2 separate regions of the Zea mays genome follow, and region 2 is linked to region 1. The links are chromatin contacts, called in public Hi-C maps. All regions are on one chromosome and are shown on one strand. Each heading gives the region's core, a stretch centred on a gene start, on an enhancer-like site or on the middle of the called end of the contact. The rest is flanking DNA. Distances are from core to core; before and after follow the strand shown. Region 1 holds the start of LOC100501220. Region 2 holds the start of LOC542532 (ferredoxin-thioredoxin 1).

The links. Hi-C and Micro-C count contacts between places; a contact is called where the count stands out from the background.
Region 2: a Hi-C map of ear shows a contact between it and region 1, with 2.0 times the contacts expected there. The contact joins the promoter of LOC542532 here to the promoter of LOC100501220 in region 1. A contact is called at or near these places in 2 of 25 Hi-C or Micro-C datasets (ear and tassel).

What each region holds. Positions count from the first base shown.
Region 1 is chr9:10,993,031-10,998,746 of Zm-B73-REFERENCE-NAM-5.0, forward strand. It overlaps LOC100501220, which reads right to left and starts at 3,423. Exons shown (of 11, transcript NM_001362590.1): 1 at 3,083-3,423; 2 at 2,501-2,544; 3 at 1,599-1,722; 4 at 1,234-1,348; 5 at 1-433. The coding sequence starts at 3,281. It also overlaps a transcript of LOC100274827 not described here.
Region 2 is chr9:11,325,096-11,331,133 of Zm-B73-REFERENCE-NAM-5.0, forward strand. LOC542532 (ferredoxin-thioredoxin 1) reads right to left here and starts at 4,088. Exons shown (of 6, transcript NM_001305869.1): 1 at 3,717-4,088; 2 at 3,469-3,593; 3 at 2,336-2,385; 4 at 2,169-2,240. The coding sequence starts at 3,822.

The sequences.
Region 1 (5,716 bases), core at 2,173-4,672:
CATTGTATCAGGTCTCTGGTTTTGTTGAATGTTTCTAGACATGAAAGCTGAGTAACGCCCAGATGCCCCTACTGAGGTAAAACTCCCCCTCTGAATATTTGCATAAGAACCACTTGGTGCATGCATCTGAGAACCCGAACGGGCAGCAAATTGCCTAGTAGAATTAACAACTCCAACATGACGTTGAGCAGGTCCAACAGTTCCACCGGCAATTCTAACATTGGCTGACCCATGAGCTGGGTCAGAACCTGGAAAGTGCTGCTCATTCTGAGGGTTCTTCAAATATGGCTTCACATGCTTCTCTGTAGTACCTTGAGCATCCCTCTTCCCTTGGGTTGTGTCAGAGTTGGAGTTCTGCATAGCATTTTGATGTGTGATCTGGTCACCTGAGGTTGTAGCAGGTGAGCGGTTTCGACCAGACTGAACAAGAGTACTGAACATAGACAATCCAGTAAGGAAAGTATTAGTTTGATTATAATAAGATGTTCATGCAAAACAATTGACAAAAATTTGAAGATAGCAACTTTCATAATTGTATTTTAGACATTTGATCAGTGTATTACAGCTCTGGAACCTAGCTGCAAATGAACAACAAAATGGCCATAGCAAACATATATAAAACTAAAGTCGTAGAAAACACAGAATTCAGTCAATGCAGCTACCTGCATGCATGGAACATTTACCTCAACAAATGTACCCTGCAATTTCATAGGATTTGTTCGTGTACCATAGGCACGGAACAAAGAAACATCAAACCTAGAGCATTTAATCATTTTTACATTATTAAATTAGGGGGTGTTTGGGATGGCTCTAGGGTCCAGCTCCAGTATGGAGCTGTATTTTTAATATCAATCTAAGTAGTTTTAAAAAATATTTTTAATCTAAATAATAAACAAAAAGACTTATCTAAATGTCTTCTAAAGGCTTACAACTCCAGCTCCACGATTTTCTAGAGCACCTAATGACCTGCTTCACTAACTCCACCAAATTTTCTAGAGCTGGAGCTGTCCCAAACAGCGCCTTAGAGTTTGATAGAGGAGGCGATGTGATGCCTACACTCGATGAGATAACCTTAGCTATACAGAATATTAGGAAGTTGAATAAGTGCTTGATAGCTGCATTATACTCAGAATACAACTTAACCAGAACTACAAAATGATGACAAGATTGTTTGACATACAAATGAATGCATGGTACAGTAAGAGCAGTGGCAGAATTTGTCACAAACAATACCTCCTATCAGACATTTGTACATTTGCTGAACCTTTGTGTCCTAATTCTGGTCTGTTCTCCACCACACCATGTTGAAATCTGTTGTCCCTCACAACCCGAAATTCACGAGTAGGGCCTACATCAAGCAATCAGTTAACAATCAGGTGGAAACTGCTAGTTACACAACCAAAATATTGCACATATGTCACACAATATGTGAAAACTGCAGAAGCTTATAGTATGTCATGGGAAGCCAAGAACAAAGACAAGAAAGCTGGAGACAAACAATGTTGCCATGGAAAACAGGAAGCTATATATTTCATCATTGTCTAGAAGCATATCTACATAAGATCAGAATTACAGATGGTGGCCCTCAATTATGTTACCTGACATCTGACCCTGCTTGGGAGTTCTTTGATCATTTTCCATCTTTTGTGTATGTGGCTTCATCCATTGTGAGTTTTGCTCAACTTGTGCAGTGCTATCAGCAAAGCTCTTCTGGCCAGCACTCTAACAATGCAATAGTTTTTTCAGTGCAACGAAATAAAAGAATAGCAATGTATGATTTTCAGCATTACAGAAGCTTCATAACATGCATTACACACTTCAACAAAGAACCAATAAACCTAACATGTTTCCTCAATTGATAGAGAATTAATTTCGTTTCTTCACACCCAATTCCAGAAGCTCGCACACAAGGTAGGGTCAGGGGATGACAAGGAAAAAAGTGAGACATAGGAACACATAAGAGCAAATAAAGTGTTGTGGAATGCATGTCTTGTGCAGAAGCAGTGTGTGTGTCTACTCCTACTCCCTCAGTTCCAAATTGTAAGTTGTTTTAGCTTTTATTTCGTTTCTTCACACCCAATGCCAGAAGCTCGCACACAAGGTAGGGTCAGGGGATGACAAGGAAAAAAGTGAGAGGAACACATAAGAGCAAATAAAATGTTGTGGAATGCATGTCTTGTGCAGAAGCAGTGTGCGTGTCTACTCCTACTCCCTCAGTTCCAAATTGTAAGTTGTTTTAGCTTTGTCCTGAGTCAAACTTGCATCTAGTATTTGGAATTTGGAGGCCAGGTTTTCTTTTGCTAGCCTATTGAGTGACTATACGCAATTTAAGGACATAGAACTCCAAACGTTCCTTTTTGCTTTAGATTGTTTCAGAACATCACAAAAAGCTTAACATTGCAAGAAGAATATGTATAAGTATGCTATAAATAAAAAGAAACAACTCTAGATTTAATCATTCATCGTTCACTGAAAATGTACCCAAACAGAAAATGTATACCTCCTTCTTCTTGTCCCTTTTTCTTTTTACTTCATGAAATGGATCTGCAAGTACAAAAGGTACAAACAATGACGAATTACAATCACAAAGAAAACATGAGAAGATTTACTAGTAAGGCAATATATATTGCAAACAATGGCATCAAGCTGATCATAAAGAGATAGTTAGAACCCACGTGCTGCAAGCAATAGTAAGCACTGCCTTTTACAAATTTACAACATAGAATAGAACACGAAAATACAAGTAGCCCGGACAAATGTTAACAATTTGACCCTGCAAGAATATCATTGATATATATGGACATCATTGGCTAATCAAAATCACGAACCTCGTGATAGTATCATTAATCAATATCGATAATAACCATTAAACGGTGACCCACCCTAGCAGAGCCACCCCAAATATCCATAGCTCGAAAACCCTAGACCCGACGCGGCGATCCCCTGCGCCGGCACGGGTGCAGCAGCAGAGCCGACCCAATGCGCTAGGCGAGAGCCCACAAAACCCTAGCTCCCAGAACGGTACGAGATCGACCGAGTCGAGGCGACCCAGATCGGGAGAATAGGGAAGATGCAAGGGGACCTTGGTTGAGCAGCTTCTGCGCCGTCTCGTTGGGGTCCATGTTGGATTCGCGGAGGGTGTCCAAGATGTCGGCGTCGGAGTGGCCGACGACGACCTCCTTGATCGATTGGATGGTCGACTGTATCGCCGTGGTGGTTGTGGGAGAGCGCGCCGCCCCCGCCCTGTCGGAGCCGCGTGCCCCGCCGCCGCCGCCAGCCATGCCCGCCGCGAGAGGGGAGATCGCCCAAACGCGCGCTAGGACGGGGGAGCGGGTGGTGGTGGAGGCGCTCGCGATCGCCGCCGGAATCGCATCAAACGACACGAGGCCCTGGGTTTCGGGGGAGAGTGGGTCTGGGTTTTGGTTTGGTCGGAGTGGTTGGGGGCGGCCGGGCTCGGTGGGTGCGTGGTTTTCCAAGGGAAGGGGAAAATTGAGCTTGCTCTTTGAGTCAGGTGTCACACTCGTGAGCTTTGGGCGCGTTAACGTCTAGGTTGGCTAACGTCTAGGTTTGGGCGCGTTAATTGTCATCCTGGTCGAACCTGGTGCCTGGTTAACGTCTAGGTTGGTTATCTCAACTGTTCCATAGAGATGCTAAGCTTAAATTCTACTCCCTCCGTTTCTTTTTATTAGTCGCTGGATAGTGCAATTTTGTACTATCCAGCGACTAATAAAAAGAAACGGAGGGAGTATTAAAGTTTATTATATTTTGATGTAATCATGTTGTAAATAGTATATAATTTTACCATATCGTGTATTAAGTTGTAGTCGCCTTTAAACAAATTATAATAATTTATAATAGACAATAAATACATATTAATCCATCATTGAGAAAGACTAATGGTTGTACCAATAGAGCCTCACTATAGAGAAACGCTCATTTTTTTGTTTATCTTGGGAGCTAGGCCTAGAGATAATTTTTGCATCTGCAGAGGCTGGCCACGCAACCAAACACGTGGAGATTGCATTCGGTGAACATGGTCAATGGCATATGCAGGCAACCAATACATTCATAATAGATTGAGAATTATATCCCCGTCAGTGGTGACCCCACCAATCGCCAATGCTTATGGAATCAAGCACCATGTCATATCTGGTTGTAGCAGGTGCAGGTCCTCGCCTCATTTTAGTGTCCGCGTCCGGCGATGGCTCTGGTTCTTTGCGCTTCCATAAGCCCCCCCACTCCTATTAGGCGCTTGCACTCACCGTCTGTGGTGGCTCACCGCTCTGCCCCTTCGTGCTTCCATAGACGGTTATGACCTCTTCAGTACTCTATCTAGATCTAGCTGCAGCAGGTGTCCTCCTCAATAGTCAATCGAGTTCACTCTGTTGTTTACGCGCCATGAAGCATCTTCTAAAGACACCGCTCCAACCACCCTATTTTACCTTATGATATCCAGTTCGTGTATCAAACCATGTCTATTACAACCGTCTTGACCACGATTTAAGATGGTAACCATTAGCGCCATGCCACAAACTCATGAATTAGTGCATGAGCTTCACCTACCTCACACCTTCAAAAGTAGCAGCTCAACTTTGTGTTGCTTGGTTCCTAACTCGCACACATGAAAGGCACATCGTTTCTTTCATTTTTTCCCGTTGTTTGGCTATCCTCGATCTCTGTTGTCACCTCACCCATCCTCGGTTTGTGTCTGGCATTCCTTGTCCTTGCTCCAAGGATGAAGCATCAAAAAGGAGAAGGTGTCGTCGTTGTACGCTAGATGCTCAGATCATCTTCGTCGGTGACGAGCACCCAACATGTATCGACTGATTAAGTGTACAACACACCAACATGGACAAGTTAGTTTGATATTAGTATGAGTATAGGTTCACTTGAAGGCAATTTGAAAGTTCTAAGTCCTAAAAAGCTAAAATGGAGGATAGAAAGTGTAACTTTGGGTAAAAGGGTAAAACAATGAGGTTTGAGTACTTAGATAAGTTTCATATGCCTAATACTATGTTTCTAGCACTTTTGTTTCATCTTAAACCCAATTCTGTGAGAAAAGCGCTTCTAGGACGTAATTTGAGCCAAAATGCAAATCCTGGTAAACTTTGGTGAAAAGGTGAGTTCCTCACACTTAGTCAATTTGATTATGTACTAACTATATTTGTCTAGTCGTAGGAAAGCTCAAAATAAAGTCCAAGTAAAATGGAATAAGATTTGGTAGAAAGGACTTATCTACTCAGGTCTAGTAGGAATAAAAACGGTCGGGATAAATTTCATTCTGTTTCGCATCGTTTTCTATATTTAACTCGATCGAAATCGTATTTTTTCGTACAAATTCAGAAATGGTACGAAAAATGGGATACTAAATTCGGAATCGGTACGAAACAGTTTGGGTGCATCCTGACCATTTTCGTTTATCCCGTATTTATGAGGGGTTATCTCGTTTTTGGCAACAAACCATTAACCAGCAAAGCACTATGTGAGCTCTTTTGGCCAGCCCAAATGACCATGCGTCCGTCTACAGGCCAGCCACGCACTCGCATTGAACATGTCAACACAAGCATCCAAGGCTCCAAGCTAGTAGTTTACAGCATGCTAGGCTCCTCACGCGATTCACACAGCCACAGAAGCACGCTAGCCCTAGAGATGCTATGAATTTTTACTAAGTTGTTGCCTATAAGTTTTTTTAAAAAAATGTTGTCATTATGGTATC
Region 2 (6,038 bases), core at 2,838-5,337, 330 kb after region 1:
AACATCAGCCTGTTTTGCAACAGTACAGGCACATTAATATATTGTTTTCTCGAACAGAAGATTCATCATTTCCATTGATAAAACGAAAATACAACATTTAGATACAGATAGAAGTAGAAGCAGCAACACAGACAAAAGCATACCAAATCTATGATTCAGGATTGTGAGGTCTGATTCAGACCTATGCTCTTGACATATGATGATCAGAGGACTAAGGTCCTGTCTGAATCCTTGGGAATCAGGATTCTCTATAGGAATTTTACAGTCCAGATTTTAGATAAGAAAAATCTATGATTTTTGAATCCCAAGATTTTAGTTAGGGCTTATGGGTGTTATAATGGGTATATTGTCCATAATGCCGTGAATATTATCTTGTAAGAGGAACCTTTATACTCTACAAAAAAAATATATATGGTATTTGACTAAATACAATAGAATTACAACAGATAGGCGCCATTCAGGCAGGGTGTTCGCGTGAGACAAGCAAAGCAGCAACATCAGCAGCCTGGCAGCGCCGTTCATGCAGGAGCTAGGGGCAGACCAGCGGTGGCCCGGCGCGGGAGGCTGGCCAGTGGCAGGACCGTTAAGACAGGGTGTTCATGAAGTAGGAGAACAACAGAAACGCCGCGGAGGCCATGCTGTAGTGGTGACAATGGCTGGCTCTGCCTGGGCCCTGGGTAGCTAGGGCCTAGGGGTGGTGGCGCTGCATATGCTCGAGTCGCCACCTCTGGGGACGGATCAAGGTTGCATGCTGACAATGACTGGTGAACAGGATAAGGTGGGGCAAGACTGTATTTTCATGTCTGGGAAAGAAGTATCCCACGTTATCTACCTTTTAGCGGATTATGAGATTGCCAGAATCTTGTGCTCAGATTTTTTTTCAACCCGTTCGTTATCCTCTCTATTTGGAAGCTCTATGGATTTTTATCCAAATTGCAGAATCCGGAGGGATTCAGACAGACCCTAAGCCGAACAAAAACTAAAAGGTAGGGGTGAAAACGGAAACGGTAATTTTCGGATACCGAAAATTGTTTTCGAAATTTTATCGAAATTCAGGGCTAAATGGAAATGGAAACAGTTACTGAAAATACGGAAACGAAATCGTTAGAAAAAAACAGAAACGGTTTGGGTCTCTTCCGACCGTTTCCGAAAATTACCATTTTTATTCGGTATTTTACCGTCGTTAACGAATTCAGTATTTTTTCAGAAAAATATTAAATCTGAACTGATCTCTATAAATGCATAATAAATTCATCTTAACTTAGAAAAATATGAAACTAATTTTATTATTTTGGTAAAATCAATATCTATCTAATGGTATATAGTTTAGAGTTGTTTGAAACTTTTATATATCTTATTTAAGTTTTCTTATCAATTATTACTCTTGATATATAAATTCATAATTTGCACGAGAACCCGAGAAGGGCCAGGAGGACACCAATTATATTGACTATGCGAATTAGTAGGAGTACAATTAGAATGCAAATGACATGTCATTATACACATCTTGATTCTATAGTCATATGCTACTAGACTTACGGTTGTTTTATTTAAATACATGATAATAATTTTATTATTGTATGACATTGTCTTTTATTTATTGTGACCTCCTACCTTATATTAAAATGTCTTGTAAATTGTTCTTTATATTATGAGGGGTCAAATTATATGGCTAGTTCTATGCTCCATAGTTTGACGTGTTGTGTTGTTTTATGATTTTTTATGGTTATAAATGTATTTTCAATCAGATAGTTTCTTTTCATAAGGTATTGTGCTATGACTTTCTAACTATATATATGCACTTGTATTTATGAGATATTGCTTTAATACTTTGTGAGATATCGTTTAATCTTTCATGAATTTATGAATATTTATATATTATTACTAATTTTTATGTGGATGTATGTCATGTGAATTTTTGAAGTCAATTGAGGGTACATGTTACGGTTTTTACCGATCGTATTTTACATTCCGACCGCAACCAGTGTATTTTTCGTACCAAACTTTCATTTACCGATCGTTTCCGACCGTTTTCACCCCTACTAAAAGGCATGTGGTCGCTCAATTAAGATGAACAAGCACAAAACTATATGACTTTGAACATAATATTGCTGCCACATGACCCACATCATAGAAAAAATAGCTGGAAGTGTAGTTCATAAACATACCTCTCACGCATGGGGACGCATGGGCAATTCCAAAATCCTTGTGCTACCTCCGCAGCTTTGTCATCATAATGCCTGGTCAGATTTACAAAAAGTTTAGGAAAGAAAAATAGTTGCACCATGTATAAATAATGAATGAACAGTTGCAAGGAAAACATAAGATAAATTACCTACAAGGGCATAGAGGAGCTCCAAGAGTATCCCTGTGATCAGCAAGTCCCTGCAAACAAGGTGTAGGTCATACCCACAATGCTGAAGACACAATAAGTAATTTCATTTGTGGTTAATCAACACGAACGAATTACAGAATTCCTATATATACCTATCATCAAGAAAAGATGATGGTTGCTCTGAGAAAACCAGGGTAGAGCACTTGCATTAAACATACTCATGTGCTTAGATATAAGCTTGCTGATTTATAATTGTAACGTATTTGTTCCCTCAATTCCTAGAATGGCACTGAAACTAAAATACTTAACCCTAAACTTCTAAATAGATCCACCTACGAGTCACGGACCCACTGCCCCACAAAATGTGTGTTTTGGGTTGGGACCAAGAGAGGAAAAGGAATTGTTCAGCATTACCACCGTCCTCAACCTGGTGGTGCCCTTAAAGGCTTAAATACAACTGTGCTTTGCACGTTTTAGAGCAACCTTTTTGCTATAAAATAAACTATCTTTTTTCCAAATTATATTTCTCTCTTGTGACAAATATTTACTGGGAATTTGGATGAATAAGTGGAGTCATATATCAACCACCTGATGCACATAAGCTGGCTGTGCCAAACAGCAACTGAAGCTAGCATCTCAGTAGTGTCAAGACTCTCCTCTGCACAGTTACCTCTCAGGTTATAAATACGGAGCTGTAGGCTCCTGGGAGGATTACCATTACCAAGAAGCATTGCTAGGAGAATTAATTTCCTCTGATCCATATTACTGTTTCTTCCTTTCAGCTTTATCCTTAAAATGAAATAGCTTCTGTTCTTCCCCAGTGCAAGAACATAGTGCTATTCATGGCTTAGCCTGGTTGTAACTGTGAATGATGGCGGCGTTTGTCATCCCTCTTAACATTTTGCTAATTTCTAAGCCTTATATGACACCTATGTTGTCACCCAATCCGCTACTTTCTGTTCTAGATTGTTATTCCCGGCCTTCGCTTCCATTCCCCCTACTTATATACCCAAAAACATTGTGCTAGGATGCCAATATACCTAAAGCTCGGTGTCAATCAAGTGGATATCTTTGATGTTGGCTCGCAGTATCACTTATAAGGACGGAGTTCAGCACTATCGGACGGTACTGACCTTGATGACGACGGCAGTGACTGTCTTGTCGGCGCAGAAGAAAGTGTTGGAGCGGCGGGCGTACTGCTCGGAGAACTTGCGCATGACCTCCACTGACTTATCATTGGAGGCATCCGCTCCCGCGGCTGTCCACAGCAGATATCATTGTCATATCAGTCAGTTCATCCCGATTTCAGTGAGGAGAGGGCAAAAAATGGAGTTCATCAATTGGAGTCCTCCACAAATCTGGGGGATTGACGCGAACGTACCCTGGGCTCGGACGGCGCATCTGCGTGGGCGTCCTCTGGTCGCTGTCGACAACGGGCGGACGGGGAGCCCCCCGCACCCAACGGTTGTGGTGACGGTGGATGTCATCGCCGGCCGGTGCCCGCCCGCCGATCTTGAAGAAGGCGGTGGTGGTCCCAGTGATTTGGGCGGAAGGGAACGGAGCGAGGGGGAGCTGGAGAGTTAACGGTCCAGAGCAGAGCAGAGATGAGGAGGGAGAGAGCAGAAGCTGGTGAGGAGTGAGCCTTGGAGACCTCGGTGGGAGCAGCGTCAGATGGTGTGGAGAGGTGGATGGAGGGGCGGCGGCTGTGCGGCTGTGCCTGTCCCCTGTTCCTTGTCCCCTGTTTGTGGATAGAGAGAAAATATCCGGTGCTTTAGGGCCAGGGCGTTTGGTTCTCTGAGCGTGTCGCCGGGACAGGCCGTCATTAGCGCATAATTATGAATATTAAGTAATTTTAAAATAAATTAAGATTTGTATTATATATTTTAGTAAATTAAATTTTATTATGCCCTAACATAATAAACAATTAATATTTTAGTATTTCTTTTAATACATTCATATTATATACACTTAAGCCCATAGATAACGTTTAGACTATGTGAGCAACCAATCACACGTTTAATACTTCTGAGCCCACATAATTCAGTTCAGCTCAGACAGCATTTCTATATAACAAACGCGGACGGAAAGCTCGCTCCTCAGTAAGCCACGTCATCCTTTAGTTGTGCAGCCGTTCGATCGCGCTTCGACGGTCCCGTGCAGCTCTCCAATCCGCTATGCAACGAGAAGTTTCCAGATGGTCCATCATCTCCAGCTAAACGCCCACCGTCTGGCCCCAACCTGCGCGTAGGCCCATGAAGCTCCTCCCTCCCATGGAATTTCTCTCGTCGTCTCACTCAGAGAGCAATCTCGCGCCGACCGCCCACATCTTCTCGGCAATACTCTCTACCACGTCCTTTCAAACTCCATCCTTTAACACGGCGGGCGCCTTCTCTACGAGCTCCTTGGCCTCCTTCAGACCCAGATCCTTGAACGGAGGAGGTAGGCGCGCTCTTGGACGAGGACGTGGCGAGGTATGCCACGGCGGGCCTGGTTGCCATGAGCATATGGTCGACGCCGAGGCAGCCGCTCAGGCATCTAGGGAAGAGGCCTCAAGGACGTACGGTGAGCCCGCAGGTCTCGTCAACAAGCATAGAGCCGTGTGGGATCGGGTTGATGGCGGTGGAGGAGGAAGCATCATCCTTTATGTGGAGGAGGTAGGCGCTGCTGGCGGTGGCGGCACGTCTGCACGCGCCGTGGCTCTTGGCGGATTCGTGGGCGTTGGCGTGTGCCTGGACGAGGACACGGCGAGGTGTGTGGCGACGACGCAGGTCGTCGGGAACAGCAGCACCTAATCCCTCCCAGTTTCTACTGCCGAATGAAGATGCACGGATCCTGCAAAGAGCAAACCTCAAGCATTCACACAGATCGACAGTTGTGTTCGAGCATACAACAGCATATGAGAACACTCTGACATGCTCATATTTTCCCTCACGAGCTCCGCACGGTGTGGTTGGGGAACGGACGGGGCGACAACAGCGCACTCAGATGAGGCAGCATGGTCGCAATGAGGAGGCGGGGGCAGAGGTCTCATTTCTGTGTCCTGTAAAGCTGGTCCCAATTTGAGGTATGCGCATATGAGGTTTTTATGATTTGCTAACTGAAATATTTGAAGTTCCAATTTTGCTAATGGCTCAGCCCAAATAGTATTTCTACTATACAAAAGCTATCACCATATTTGAAAAGTTTAACACGGAGTTAATTTTAATTAAGATTCACCGATTCAAATTATTATGCTATTGTCTTCTTCTACTATTATACACGCATTTTCAAACACATCCAACCTTAAGTGCAGAAAAAATCTTCGCCTAATATGTTGCAAGGTACCAACACTCCACATTAGATTTCTCATACTATAACCATATGTGTGAAGAGTTTGAAACTTGGAGTTCTTTTAATTAATTTGTGCAATAACTTGGACCATATAAATGAATCCACGATGTCTGGGAAGCCTGCTTGGACCATATAAATGAAACCATGATGTCTGGAACCTGCTAACAACCACATGCGCTCTGTAGGTGGCTCATTTAGGCTCCTGTACATAACACAACTAAGCTAAGTCGTACTGCACACTACTATTGCTACTAGCTTTCAAGTGGCAAAAAAGGTGATGTTTAATCATGCATGCTTATTCTATTTTTTGTCCATGTGTAGTGTTCTTTCAAATTCTTTTTTTTGTCAGACTTCACTGTTTCCTCTCCAGTTA